Regions from separate parts of the Mus musculus genome. Here region 2 is linked to region 1. Evidence: chromatin contacts called from public HiChIP or PLAC-seq data. All regions are on one chromosome and are shown on one strand. Each heading gives the region's core, a stretch centred on a gene start, on an enhancer-like site or on the middle of the called end of the contact. The rest is flanking DNA. Distances are from core to core; before and after follow the strand shown. Region 1 overlaps Adgrg6 (adhesion G protein-coupled receptor G6). Region 2 has its middle 51 kb from the start of Adgrg6.

Region 1 (6,311 bases), core at 1,853-4,352:
TGCGCTGTCATCTGTCACACATTAAATATAAAACTAATGTCCTCAATAACTGTTTCAACAGTTTTATCATCATGCTATTTTTGCTTTCCTATACTTTTCTAAGTATTTTTGGACTGTCTCTGAATTTAATTTTTTAAAGCTGGTTTGTCTTTTTTTTTTAAATCAGTCAATCTTGTCTGTTCTTTTGTGATGCAAGCGTTGCATTATCAATAGTTCTTTTGAAACCTTAGACATCTTTATTTTTCCTAGAACAGTTTTCACATATACCCAGTTTTATGACCTTCAGGCACAGGCCATTTCCTTTTCTGACCCTTTAATTATAGGTACAAGTATCTGCGTGTTATGATTACGGGGTAGACACTGGAGACTGCCCTTTGCTTTTCACAGAGAACAGACAGTGCTCTCTCTGCTGGTTTTATTTATTCAACTGATTACTGCTCTTTCCTGAGGAGTGGTATAGTATAATTCAGTGAACAGTCTGAGTTCAAGCAAATTGCATGTATTTATCCAGCAGTTCGTAGGCACTTTCCTATCTTAGTCACTGTGGATGTAGAGATAAGAGATGGTTGTAAGTATTCTGTCAGTACTCTTTCCTAGAAATTTATGGATTTTTTCAATGGACTTTAGTTCTCATCTCTAAATTTCTGCTTCTGATCCCTAACTCCCCAATTCCCACCCTTTCATCATTAACTAAATAATACACTATAATCCTGACTTACAGAGCTCTAAAATTCGATTACTGGTCCTTAGTTTCATGTACAACTAATTACTGAGTTCACCATTGGTAGATTATTAGATCATTTTTAACTGAAATTATAATTGCTTTATCATGACAAGCACATTACTCTTTGAGGGGGCTCAAATTCATGAAGAACATAGGTGATCTTCAGAAATAATTGTATATACAAAATAATAATAAAACAGTTATAAAATAGGACTGGAGAAATGTCAAAGGACCTGAGTTGGAATCATAGAACCCACCTAAAAAGACTATAATTATTTACCTGTAATCCTAACAGTGGGCAGTCAGGGGAAGGGTCTCTGGGGTACACTAACTTCTAGGCTGTGTAGTAAAATCATTGAGTTCTATGTTGAATCGGAGAGTCTGCATCAAAAGATAACATGGAAGGCAATTGAGGTTCTCCACATACATGTACACATCCATTTACATGTAAATATACTCATACAAACCTACATATACACATCCATCATAATACAAAAAAGAAAAATGTAAAATAAAAAATCATAAAATAATTTAGTATATTGACTTATGAGAAATTATAAAATTCATCTTAGTAACATGAACAAAGAGAAACTTGGAAAACATTTCTTTCTGATTTTCTACCACTAACTGAACTATGATTAAAATTACTAAGAGGATATGTGCTAAACTGCTGGCTACACATCAGTCCATTTTAGCACACCCTGTATAATAATAGTGTGGCTGGGAGGAGAGTAGAAAGAGTAGAAGCCCAAAGACTTAGAGGGTTTTTTTTTTTTTTTGTAATGTTGGATTGTTTGTTTGATTGTTTGTTTTTTAACCAACTGCCTGTTTCCTCTTTTGAGACAGGATCCCTGACTGTTGCTGCTCTGAAATTCCCTGGGTACCAATGATAAGTTTGGTGTGATCCTCCTATCCCACCTCCCAAGTGCTAGGATGTGTGCAGCCATGCCTGTCCAAACTAGTGGGACTAGAACTCAAGGTTTCATGGGTTCTAGGCAGGGACTCTACCCACTGAGCTGTATCCCCAGTCCTAACTTCCCATTTCCAAGATTTCTTTACTTTAACGCATAACATGTGACTCTAAATTTTTCTGTTAGCTAACAAGCTTTAACTACTTTTGGGTAGACTCAAAGGCCAGAGCAAGAATACACACTGAGATACTGTACTGCTGATTAATGATAGGTCATTATCCCAAAGGAGAGTTTCTCTCTTTTTCAGTCTTCCAACTTGTAAATCTGTAAGTGTTGCCATCTCATCTAGGCTCCCACCAGTTACCTAAGAACAGCCAGGTGTGCCTGACTCACTATAAAAGGGGCTGCTTGCCCTCTCCTCAATCTTTTGCTCTCTTCTCTTGCTCTTGCTCCCTTACCCTCTTCCCTGTCTCTCCCCATTTCCCTCTCCCCCTCCCCCCATGGTGGCCTCTACTCCTCTAACCACCCCCTCTTGGCCTTTCTCTGTCTCTACTACCTCCTCAAATCCTGATCCCCTTCCCCTAAATAAACTCCATTCTATGCTGCTATACCATTATATGGCTGGTCCCTCAGGGGGAAGGGATGCCTCAGCATGGGCCCACAGAGGCACCCCCTTCCCCCAGACCATACCGAGTCTCCACCAAACATAGCCCTGGCTTCATTTTCTTTTTAGAAAACACAATAGTAAGCCTAGAAAACTGGGCAAAGAAAGTACAGCTGAGTATCAAATGAAAAGTTTGTGTATGTTGCAGGCATATTTCCTTATTTATCTGAGATGGTGTCTCGCTGTGTTCTCCAGACTAGCCTTGAACTCCTGGGCTCACATGCTCCATCTTCTTTAACCTCCCAGGCAGCTGAGATGACAACAGCACTTCAGCAAACCCCAGCAGTGTTCTATGTATCTGTTTATGTAGTCCCACATATTTATAACGAAAGAGTGTAATTTCCTTCTAATTAATTAGGTCATTTGCTTTTGTGCCATTTTCACTTAAAATAATTCAAATGTAATTTCTATTGCTCCAGGAGACCATAATACAATGGTATCTATTCAGTATTTATACAATGCTAGCAATTTGATAAACTTGGCCTTCCTCTAGAGAGAGCAACTAATTAAAATATTCAGAAGTGAATGTTTACAGTTTTAGCCGAAAGGAAGCCCCAGATTGAAATGTATACAATGAAGCTGATAAAATGGTCAAGATCTTGTTTTAAATCATGGCTCTTCTGACATTCTCCGTCCTGTCACCTCTGAGCTCTTGGACAGACATACTGCAGTGGACATGGAGTTAGCCTAAGAACTCTTTTCCCACAACCTTGTCCCTTATCTTTCTTTGTCTTGGAGAGATACCGTATCAGCTCTGAAGCCTCCAAGGAGCCCTGGACTGCCAGCATTGTGTGTAATCTGAGAACTACAGCAACCTCATGCAAGGCTCTCCACAGTGTTGTGTTACAAAGCCTAGAGTCACTGGAGTCTGATAGGCTCCTTAGTTTTCTAGAAGTCCTGTCTAAAACATGAATGAAGGCCTGTAGAATTGAAGTCCTGGAAAGAATGGCCATGTGCAACGGGCAGCAAGCTCCCAAGATAAGGTTCTCCCTCTCTGCAGCCTCCCTCCATTTTGCCACATCTCACGCCTTTCCCAGGGTACACTCTGGCTTAGGTTTTCAGTCTTCACAACCCCCCTTCCCTATCTCTGCTTCCTTGCACAAGCATGCTTCCTCCTGTGGCATTAACTCTCCAAATCTCTGCAGTCTGAGTTTCATTGTTCCCACGAGACTGACCCTGGTTCCAGTAGGGCGCAGTTAAAGGTCTTTTCAGTCTTTATCACTTCAGCCTCTCAGTTCCACTCATTGCTACCACACCCTCCATTCAATGTTCTTTACTAGAGTTCTGTGAAGCCACCTTGACAAGGGGCTGTCTTTATCTCCCCAGATCTCTGCCCTGGAAACTTAACTGCGGCCATAGCTGAAGTCTGATTCAATTCTCTTCTCAAACCCATACTCCGGAGAACACAACCCCTTCAGTATCTCTTGTTGACTGGTGCCCTTACAGAAACAGTTTCTCATGTGTGCATTAGAGATGTCCAACGGGCAAATGACTTCCCTTGCCAGACACAACAGAAGATAATTCCCCTCTCGCTATTTCCTTTCTCCACTTATGAGGTCATCACGCCCAGTTTCTCAAGTTGGAAACCTGCAAATTACTCTTCCCTTTCTCTTCCTCTTTCCAATTCGTCACCAAATCTTACACAGTCTGTCTTCACCATTTCTTGTGCCCATTCATTTCTGTCTCTCTTTTTGATACTCAGGATGTCAAGCCCGAATAATAATAATAAATTAATAATTAATAATAATAATTAATATTCTTTTGCCTTCTTGTACCCTGCCCCCACATCAAAAAATTGTTTTTCAAATGATAGTCTATAGTTTTACCAGGTGCCCCTCCATTTATTTCAATTGCTTTTTTTAAAAAAAGAGTTCACTTAGCTGTCATTCATAACGCATTCAGTAACTTGTGTAGCGAAGCTTGAGCGTGCATTCCTACCGTGTATGGGATTCCACACTAGGGGAAAGACTCAGTCCTGCTGTTGTCTACTAGACAGTCTTCCACAGGCTGCACTGATATACATCTGGCTATGCCCACACATTTCTGTAATTACTACAGCGGTGCCAAGTGTGTACATTCCGGGACCTCTTCAGTGCCTCCTAGGCACATGTTTCAGAAATCCTGTCCAGTTGCCTCGGCGCTCTCGCAACCTCAGTACCTGAGTGCTGATCTCCTGCTCACTCTTCTCATCCAACTTCCATCATGGCTTCCAGCGGGCCACCACCAGCACTGAAGCCCTTCCCTAGACATTAGGCATATGTTACAGAAAGGTCAGCTTACACTGGTGCCTCTCTGACAGTTGACATGGCAGCAGGAATTTTTCTGCCCGCCATTACTCAGAAACTGTAGATACAGTGTCTGTGTTTGTTGCAGGAACCTATGAAGTAGTTTCTTGCCAGTAAATGTCACATGACAGACCTGCCTGTAGGGTTGGCCTTTTCTGATGTGCCACAGTCCTTTCCATGAGCCTGAGACATCTGAGAAAGAGGAAACCATACCTTCCTAGATGCCATTAAACTGTTGACATGTTTTCTGCTTGTGTATCTGCCACTTACCTAATTAGACATTCTCTGTGAGCTCACGCGCCCGCTTTGTCTTCAAATAGTATTCCCATGAGAAAGTTGGGAACATGTTTAAACATTAGAATGAATTCACCACTACACTAGTACTCTACACCACTATATGTATATGTATATATATATATATATATATATATATATATATATATATATATATATATTGGTGTATTATATATGTATGTATGCATAATGTAAATATTTGAGTCTTTATTCAACTGACATATTATTTGCACTAAGTTTAGCCCATAACCATGACAGCAAGATTTAATGCCACAAAGAGCATCTAATATTTCTATTAGAATATCAGTTTAGTGCCTATTTCCTGTTGAGGAGGCATCAGAGAAAGCTTGAAATCACACAAAACAAGACTGACTGGAAATCCTGGAAAGACACTTGTGGAATTAGAGTTTGTATAATTGTGTTTATATGCAAAAATCAGCATTTCATGAGTAATTCAAAATATCCAAGTTCTGTTTTGAAGTGAACCCTGAATGTTCATATTATTTTATTTACATGAATTGCTACTTGAGTTTCATAGTTCATTATTCAAAAAAATCCCCAAATGTTTTACATAAACTTTAAGGGATAATCATGCTTTTTTATTTCAGGTACATATGGCTGAAGCCCAAGAGTTTGAGGGCAATTTGAATTCTTCAATTTTGCATTTAAGGAAAGTCAGGCACAGCCACCATAAAAGACAGTTTCCTGTGGGTGCAGTTGTGGCAGTAGACTCTCTGAAGGCTTTTTCTGCTTTATCAATTACATGATTGACAATATTTTCCTTTTGGTTTATATCAGCAAATCACAAGCTAAATTTGCATATGTTTCTGTGTCGATCAAGGTTCCTACCTGATCCAGCTTCCTGCAGCAGAGCTGACAAACTGTTCAGAACTGGGGACTCTCTGTCAAGGTAGGGAGCCGACATCATCCCTCAACCCCTTTTCCTGTTCTTAATTCATGCTGTTTGGGAGGTTTCACTGTTTTGTATCTTAATGTTTCACTGTTTTGTATCTTAATGTTCATCTGAAAAGCCAGAAACAGCAAAACAGAATTTCTGGATGTATTTTGGTTGTGTTGCACAAATAATGTGCTATCAGGACATTTGGCCATGTTGGCCACATTTCCATAAAGCATGGGTTTTCTAAATGTGAATGGCACTCAACAACAGTTCATTTCGCCTCGCCCCATGTTTCTTCTCATGATTACTGTGAGCACCTTGGATATGCAGTTATACAGTATTTTGAAGCAGTACTCATATTCATAAATTGCGGGGAATGAATATTGAATATTTAGAAAATATCTGAAGATGAGGTCATGAGGCACTTCATGTTATATTATATATCTTAAATCTTAAGATAAATATAGTTACATTAAGTTCATGTTAATATTAACTGTGTTAATTATTTTGATCCTTAATGACTGTATTTTGAATA
Region 2 (5,966 bases), core at 830-3,329, 140 kb before region 1:
CCATTGTTTATGCTCATAACATAGTGCATCTCCACTATAAACTTGTAGAATATTTTAAAGTAGGATACTATGATGCCTTCAGCCTTGTTCCTATTTCTCAAAACACCTTTGGTTACTTGGCAGGGTTTTGTTGTTGTTTGCTTGTTCTGGGACTTTTCTTTTGTTTTTGTTTTATTTATGAATTCATTTCCTACCTACCTGGGATCCCCTGGACTATCCATTGGTAATAATAGACTATAAAGTCTAACATAGAAGCAAACTGTGCCTGGAAATTTAACTTTTGGTTGAAATAATATATCAGCAAAGCTCTTCAAAATCCCAGTGAAGCAAGCAGCTTTGGCAGTTCCCTCTGCTGTGTGTTATAAACTGACAAGTACCAGAAGGACAGAATGAAGAGTTGCAGCTCTAGCACAGGCAGCAGGGTTTCAGTTCACAGAGACATCTAGAAAGGAAAAGTAAAGATGCTTATTTCACATTGCATGCTACTTCTGCTCTTTTACATTCACACAAGGAAGCAGCTTAAGGGTATTTGTAGCACCGTTTGCAGTGTTCAAAATAAGAGAAAACTCAGTACTGAAACAAATGTATGAGTTTTTATTTTTTCATTCAATATAATTCATGTGGCCATTACACCTATACCCACATAAGTAAATCTCATAATATAAAACTAAAGGAAAGTTCAGCTTGCAAAGTGCATTTAGCACACCACCCCTTACTTAGCACTTTTAAATTAAAAGTAAAAAAAAAAAAACCAATAAGACAAAAATGTATTCATATGAGCATGTATATGGAGACCCATAAGTGCCCTAACTGCCAGCAATCCAGCTGCTGGGCATGTAGCTAAAGAAAATAGAATCCTTACATCAAGGAGATATCTGCACTCTCATGGACATGGAAGCATTGCTCACAATCACCAAACTACAGAATCACTTAGATGCCAATGACAGGTGAATGGTCTGAATACAGAAACGTGTGTGTATGAGTGAGGACGAATACTTGTTTCCATGTATACACACACTCTACTGTTATGTAATGTAATACAATGGAATAGTGTTAACCAAAAAAGAAGAGAAATCTTGTTACTGGCATAATATGGAAAACCCCGGAGGACCCCGGAGGACACTATGGTAAGTAAAACAAGGCAATCATCAAAGACTGGACTGCACCATCACGACATAGAGCCTAAAAGGCTCAGGCTCCTTGAAAAACAGAGTAAGAAGGTGTGCCACCAGTCAGGAGCTAGGAGGAAATGAGATGCCCGTCAAAGAGCACAAAGGTTGGTCAAAGAGTTCTCCATCTCGAATGTGCAACAATAGCAATTACAATTAATGACAATATACTACTCATTGTAAGTTTGATTTGCTAAGTACATCTCTTTTTTTTCTCACCATACAAGGTAAATTCATGAGTTGATGGGTGTGTTAGCAACTTCACTAAAGAAGTTACTTGGCAATGAATACATATATCAAAGCATCCATCACATTATACACTAAATATATGTAATTTCTATTTGCCACTTCACACAGCTGGAAAACCTGTACGAAATATGCAAACATTCTACGTAGAGACTCTCATGTCATGGAATGACCAGAAAGAGGGAAATACTAATTTAGAAATCTGAAGCGAATATAAGCAAAATGTTAATGCTGAACGCCAGCCTGTACACTCATTCATTTCCTATCCTTTGATTCCTTACGAAACAAACTGAGGATGTATTTATTGTGAATGAAATAACATGCATGATGCATGCTGGATTCCCTGCCCCGGTTTAAAGTAAAGGAGAAAACGTAGGAGCACAGCAGAGCACGAACTGTCCTGATCGTTTTTCTCTGAGTAGTGCAATTAAAGTAGATATTATTTACTTTCAAATAACCATTGAATAATTATTGATCAAAAACAAAAATCCCCCTACCTTCACTCCAACTTCACCTTCTCCAGCAACTTTCATTTCTTATCTTATCTTTAAAAGCCAGTCCTTTTCTATCTTCCAAGGAAACAATGACAGTATGTGACATACTGGTTCTGGGATGACAGGAATGTTAGTTTTAGATCTGTGAACAGCAGAAAGTACAAGAGAGGATGGGGGAAGTGTTTCACAGAGTACATGGAAGGTCCAACGGGGAAGAAGCCCACAGGTTATTAGACAGGGCTGACCCCTGTGAAGGAGGCCTGTATGGACAGAGGCTCTTGGCAAGGCATGTAGTTCTCTGAGTCCTGAGTCGTTGAGACAAAGTTATCCTTCATGAAGCTAAGTCACTCTGACTGTGGACGCTTCATGGTGTTCAGGCATGGAAAGTGTGTCTTTGAGTGAACTATGGGGTAGATGCATGGGGCGGGGGAGGTGCACAAACTTCCCAGCAGCAAGATCTGTGAGGCCCATTTCCATGTCTGCCAATAGGGGAAGAATTTATAAATGTTCCTTTAGTGTTTCTATCTTTGTCTTGGTAACAAATGGAAATGTTCTAGAGCTCTTTGGAAACAAGACTCTGTTCATATTTACCCTGTGCCTCCCAGACCTTTCCTTGTCTTGGCACACATAAGAAATGGTAATATATCAACAGCATGCTGCAGTATTGAGGAGGGACTATTACAGGAAAAGACTGAGGGGCCAAGCTACGCAGAGCAGTTATGAATCTGGACTCAAGGCTCTTACCCCATTTCCTGTACTTGGTAAAGTCAGGATCTAATACATTTGTTACTTTTTTAGTACTTTATTGGTTTGTCTATGTAGTGATTTTCATATCTTTCTGAGCACTAGAATCACATGAAGAACTTCTAAATGATTGCTTTGGCTTCTGGTCAGACAATTCAAACGATCCACTGTGGACTTTTGATGTTGGTATTGAGTTTTATATTAGTCAGGGTTCTCTAGAGTAACAGTACTTGGTATCTCTCTTTATTAATACAGGATTTGATAGAATGGCTTACAGGCTCTGGTCCAGGTAATCCAACAATGGTTGCCTATGAATGAAAGATCTGAGAATACAAAAATTGTTCAGTCAGGTCCGTGTGTCTCAGCTGGTCTTCAGTATATATTTGAATCCTAAAGTGGTAGACTCTATATCAGTGAAGGTATGGGCTTGCTAGTGAGGGTGAGAGCAAGCAGACTAAGAGAGAAAGAGAAAGCTTCCTTCTTCCATGTCTTTTATATAGTCTGCCAGTAGAAGGTGCAGCCCAGAGGAAAAATGGACCTTCCTACATCAAAAGATCGGATTATAGGTTTATCTTCCCACCTCAAAGATCTGGATTAGAAGTGGGTCTTCCCCAAAGTGTGGATGCTTCAGTACTTCTTAGAAGGGGGAACAAAATATTCACAGGAGGAAATATGGAGACAAAGTGTGGAGCAGAGACTGAGGAAAAGGCCATCCAGAGACTGCCCCACCTGGGGATCCCTCCCATATACAGTCGCCAAACCAGAAGGCTATTTCAGATGCTGGGAAGTGCTTGCTGACATGAGCCTGATATGCCTGTGTCCTGAAAGGCTCTGTCAGAGACTGGCAAATACAGAGGTGGATGCTCACAGACAACCATTGGACCTAGCACAGTGTCCCCAATGGAGGAGTTGGAGAAGGGACCGAAGGAGCGGGGGTGGGGGGGTGGGTTTACACCTATAGGGGGAGCAACAGTGTCAAGTGACCAGACCCCCTGGAGCTCCCAGGGACTGGACCACCAACCTAACAGTACACATGGAGGGACCCATGGCTCTGGTCGCATATGTGGCAGAGGATGGCCTTGTTGGACATCAGTGGGAGGAATGGCCCTTGGGCCTGAGGGTGTTTGATGCCCCAGTGTAGGGGAATGCTAGAGCTGGAAATCGGAAGTGGGAGAACCACCCTCATAGAGGCAGGGGGAGGGGAGCCCTGGAAAAGGTATAACATTTGAAATGTAAATAAAGAAAATATCCAATAAGAGGAGGAAAAAAAGAAGTGGGTCTTCCCAATTCAAATGATTTAATTAAGAAAATCTCCGTCACAAATGTGCCAAGTCATTTGGGTTTTAGTTAATTCCAGGTATAGTCAAACTGACAACCAAGAGTAGCCAACACAAATTTTATGTACAAAGTGAATGGCTCATATCCTGGTGTCCACATAGATTAGATATGTCTTTGAAACTCATGACTTTCATTATAGTTAGAGGTACTCCTGCCAAGTGATCCTGATGGATATGAGGTAAGTCATAGCCTTAACTCTCCATTCCTCCTACTTTGCCTGTTTTTCTGGGAGGTAAGTGGTACAGACAGGCTTGGTTCCCCTGCAGCTGACTTTCACCTTGTATTTTAGGAATAAGCTTATGTGTAATGATAGACCAAGAGAAGTTACCACAGCACTGAGGACATGTTGTAGCATTGTGAGTTTATAGTACACCCTAGAAATTATTAAACAGTACACACTCCCTTTTTAAACCACCTGATTTTATGGCTTACCTTTTCTGTGAAGTAATTTCTAAATTCCTCCACTCACTCCTTTTGTGCCTGTATTAAATATTTTATTATTATATTTACCTTTTATTAATCAATTTTGTTCTTTGATAATTCCATACACACTTATATAATGGTTACTCTCACCCATACCTTCCACTCCAACTCCTCCCAGATCTTCCTACCTCCCTACCCACCCAACTTTGTTATCTCTCTCTCTCAAAAAAAAAGGTTAAAACAAACAAATTCCAAATAAAAGAAAAAAAATTTAGAAAAGTGCACAATAAAGCTTGCAGGATGTTTTGTGTTGGCCAACTACTCCTGACATGCGGAATTGCATTCCACTGACCTCTGGAACGTAAGTGATTTACCTGCTGACTCCACCGAAAAACGCTGATTTTTCCTTTCTCAGCGGGCATCAACTGCCAGTAACTTCTTGGTTAGGGATGGGTCTTAGTGTCTCCACTTTCCCTTCTCTGGCTGGGATTTTGTATGGTTTGAACCTGTATGATTAACCACATCTTTTGTTATCTCCCTCCAACCCCTATCAACTCTTCCTTATCCCTGTATATCTCTCTCCTACATTCACATCTTCCTTATGTTTTTAAATGTATAGTTTATTTGTCTCAAGCAATTTTTGGCTGTGTATTATACAATTGGTGTTGTTTTAGCATTTATTTCCAGTGAGGAATTGAGTTAGTCGCTCTCATTTGCTTTGTGATTCATCAACCCATTAAGGGTTCCTGATACAATATTCCTCATAGCCAAGACTGGGACACGTCAGGAAAAATTCTCCTTTTCTACAATGTGATATGGACATATTTTAGAGGCACTGTTTTACCTGACAGTGAGTCATGTATTTTATTATTTTCTTCATTTAACAGTTCTCAAAACATTCAGTCCCATAGCATCCTCTCTAATGGAATTACCATCAGTAGTGTTTTAACATGACTAGAACCTGTGAATATGTACATGTTATGAAGTGTCTCCATGCACTGCAGTTAGCTTTGTGTAGCAGAGGATGCCACATCCCTTTGACACAATTCTACTCCTTGAGGGTTCATTGCCACCTTTTGGATCACAAGTTCCAAGCTCACCTTGTACATTATTGCTCACCTCGGACCTTTCAATCACTCTAAGATGCATTCCTTTTCCTGAGTAGTAAGTACTATCTAAGGCTCAGAATCTGGACTGTGAGGTGCTGTTTTACTACTGATTATTTCTAGGCATTTTCAGTGAATAAAGATACAAAATATAAAGTAATCCCCACATGTCCAGTGCAAATTCAGAACTGTGTTTTTAACAAATACTCAACTACCTTACGGTTACAGGGGGTTTTGCTTTTCTCCAGCACCAAGAATTCTTTTCCAAGACATTGAGGAGACTAAAATGTAAACATCATAAAATTATTCTTCTAGTTTAGTCCACTTGTCTCACAGAACACAATTATGTGTAATTACTGTAAACAAACTAAGACATTTAGGCTCCTTTTGTCTCTCTGTGCCGACTACAACTATATTAACTACTGCATTTTAATTATTTCACTAAA

Evidence for each region. HiChIP or PLAC-seq counts read pairs in DNA pulled down with a chosen protein or histone mark.
Region 2: a contact with region 1 is called in an H3K27ac HiChIP or PLAC-seq map of extraembryonic endoderm stem cells. The contact joins two enhancer-like sites. A contact is called at or near these places in 1 of 15 datasets of contacts at CTCF or cohesin (embryonic stem cells), 4 of 484 Hi-C or Micro-C datasets (the AML12 cell line, cortical neurons, embryonic stem cells and 1 more) and 5 of 115 datasets of contacts at active chromatin or transcription factors (embryonic stem cells, extraembryonic endoderm stem cells and trophoblast stem cells).

The regions. Positions count from the first base shown.
Region 1 is chr10:14,457,557-14,463,867 of GRCm38.p6, reverse strand. It overlaps Adgrg6 (adhesion G protein-coupled receptor G6), which reads left to right. Exons shown (of 25, transcript NM_001002268.3): 5 at 5,720-5,788. Among named protein-coding and RNA genes, the nearest start is that of Adgrg6, 84 kb to the left of the region's middle. RefSeq lists an enhancer at 1-204. Within about 2 kb of position 3,102, at least 16 of the 459 cell types and tissues checked have an H3K27ac peak or open chromatin away from gene starts, as enhancers often do. A contact at or near this core is called in extraembryonic endoderm stem cells, where this site is marked.
Region 2 is chr10:14,593,229-14,599,194 of GRCm38.p6, reverse strand. No RefSeq gene overlaps it. Among named protein-coding and RNA genes, the nearest start is that of Adgrg6, 51 kb to the right of the region's middle. Within about 2 kb of position 2,079, at least 3 of the 459 cell types and tissues checked have an H3K27ac peak or open chromatin away from gene starts, as enhancers often do. A contact at or near this core is called in extraembryonic endoderm stem cells, where this site is marked.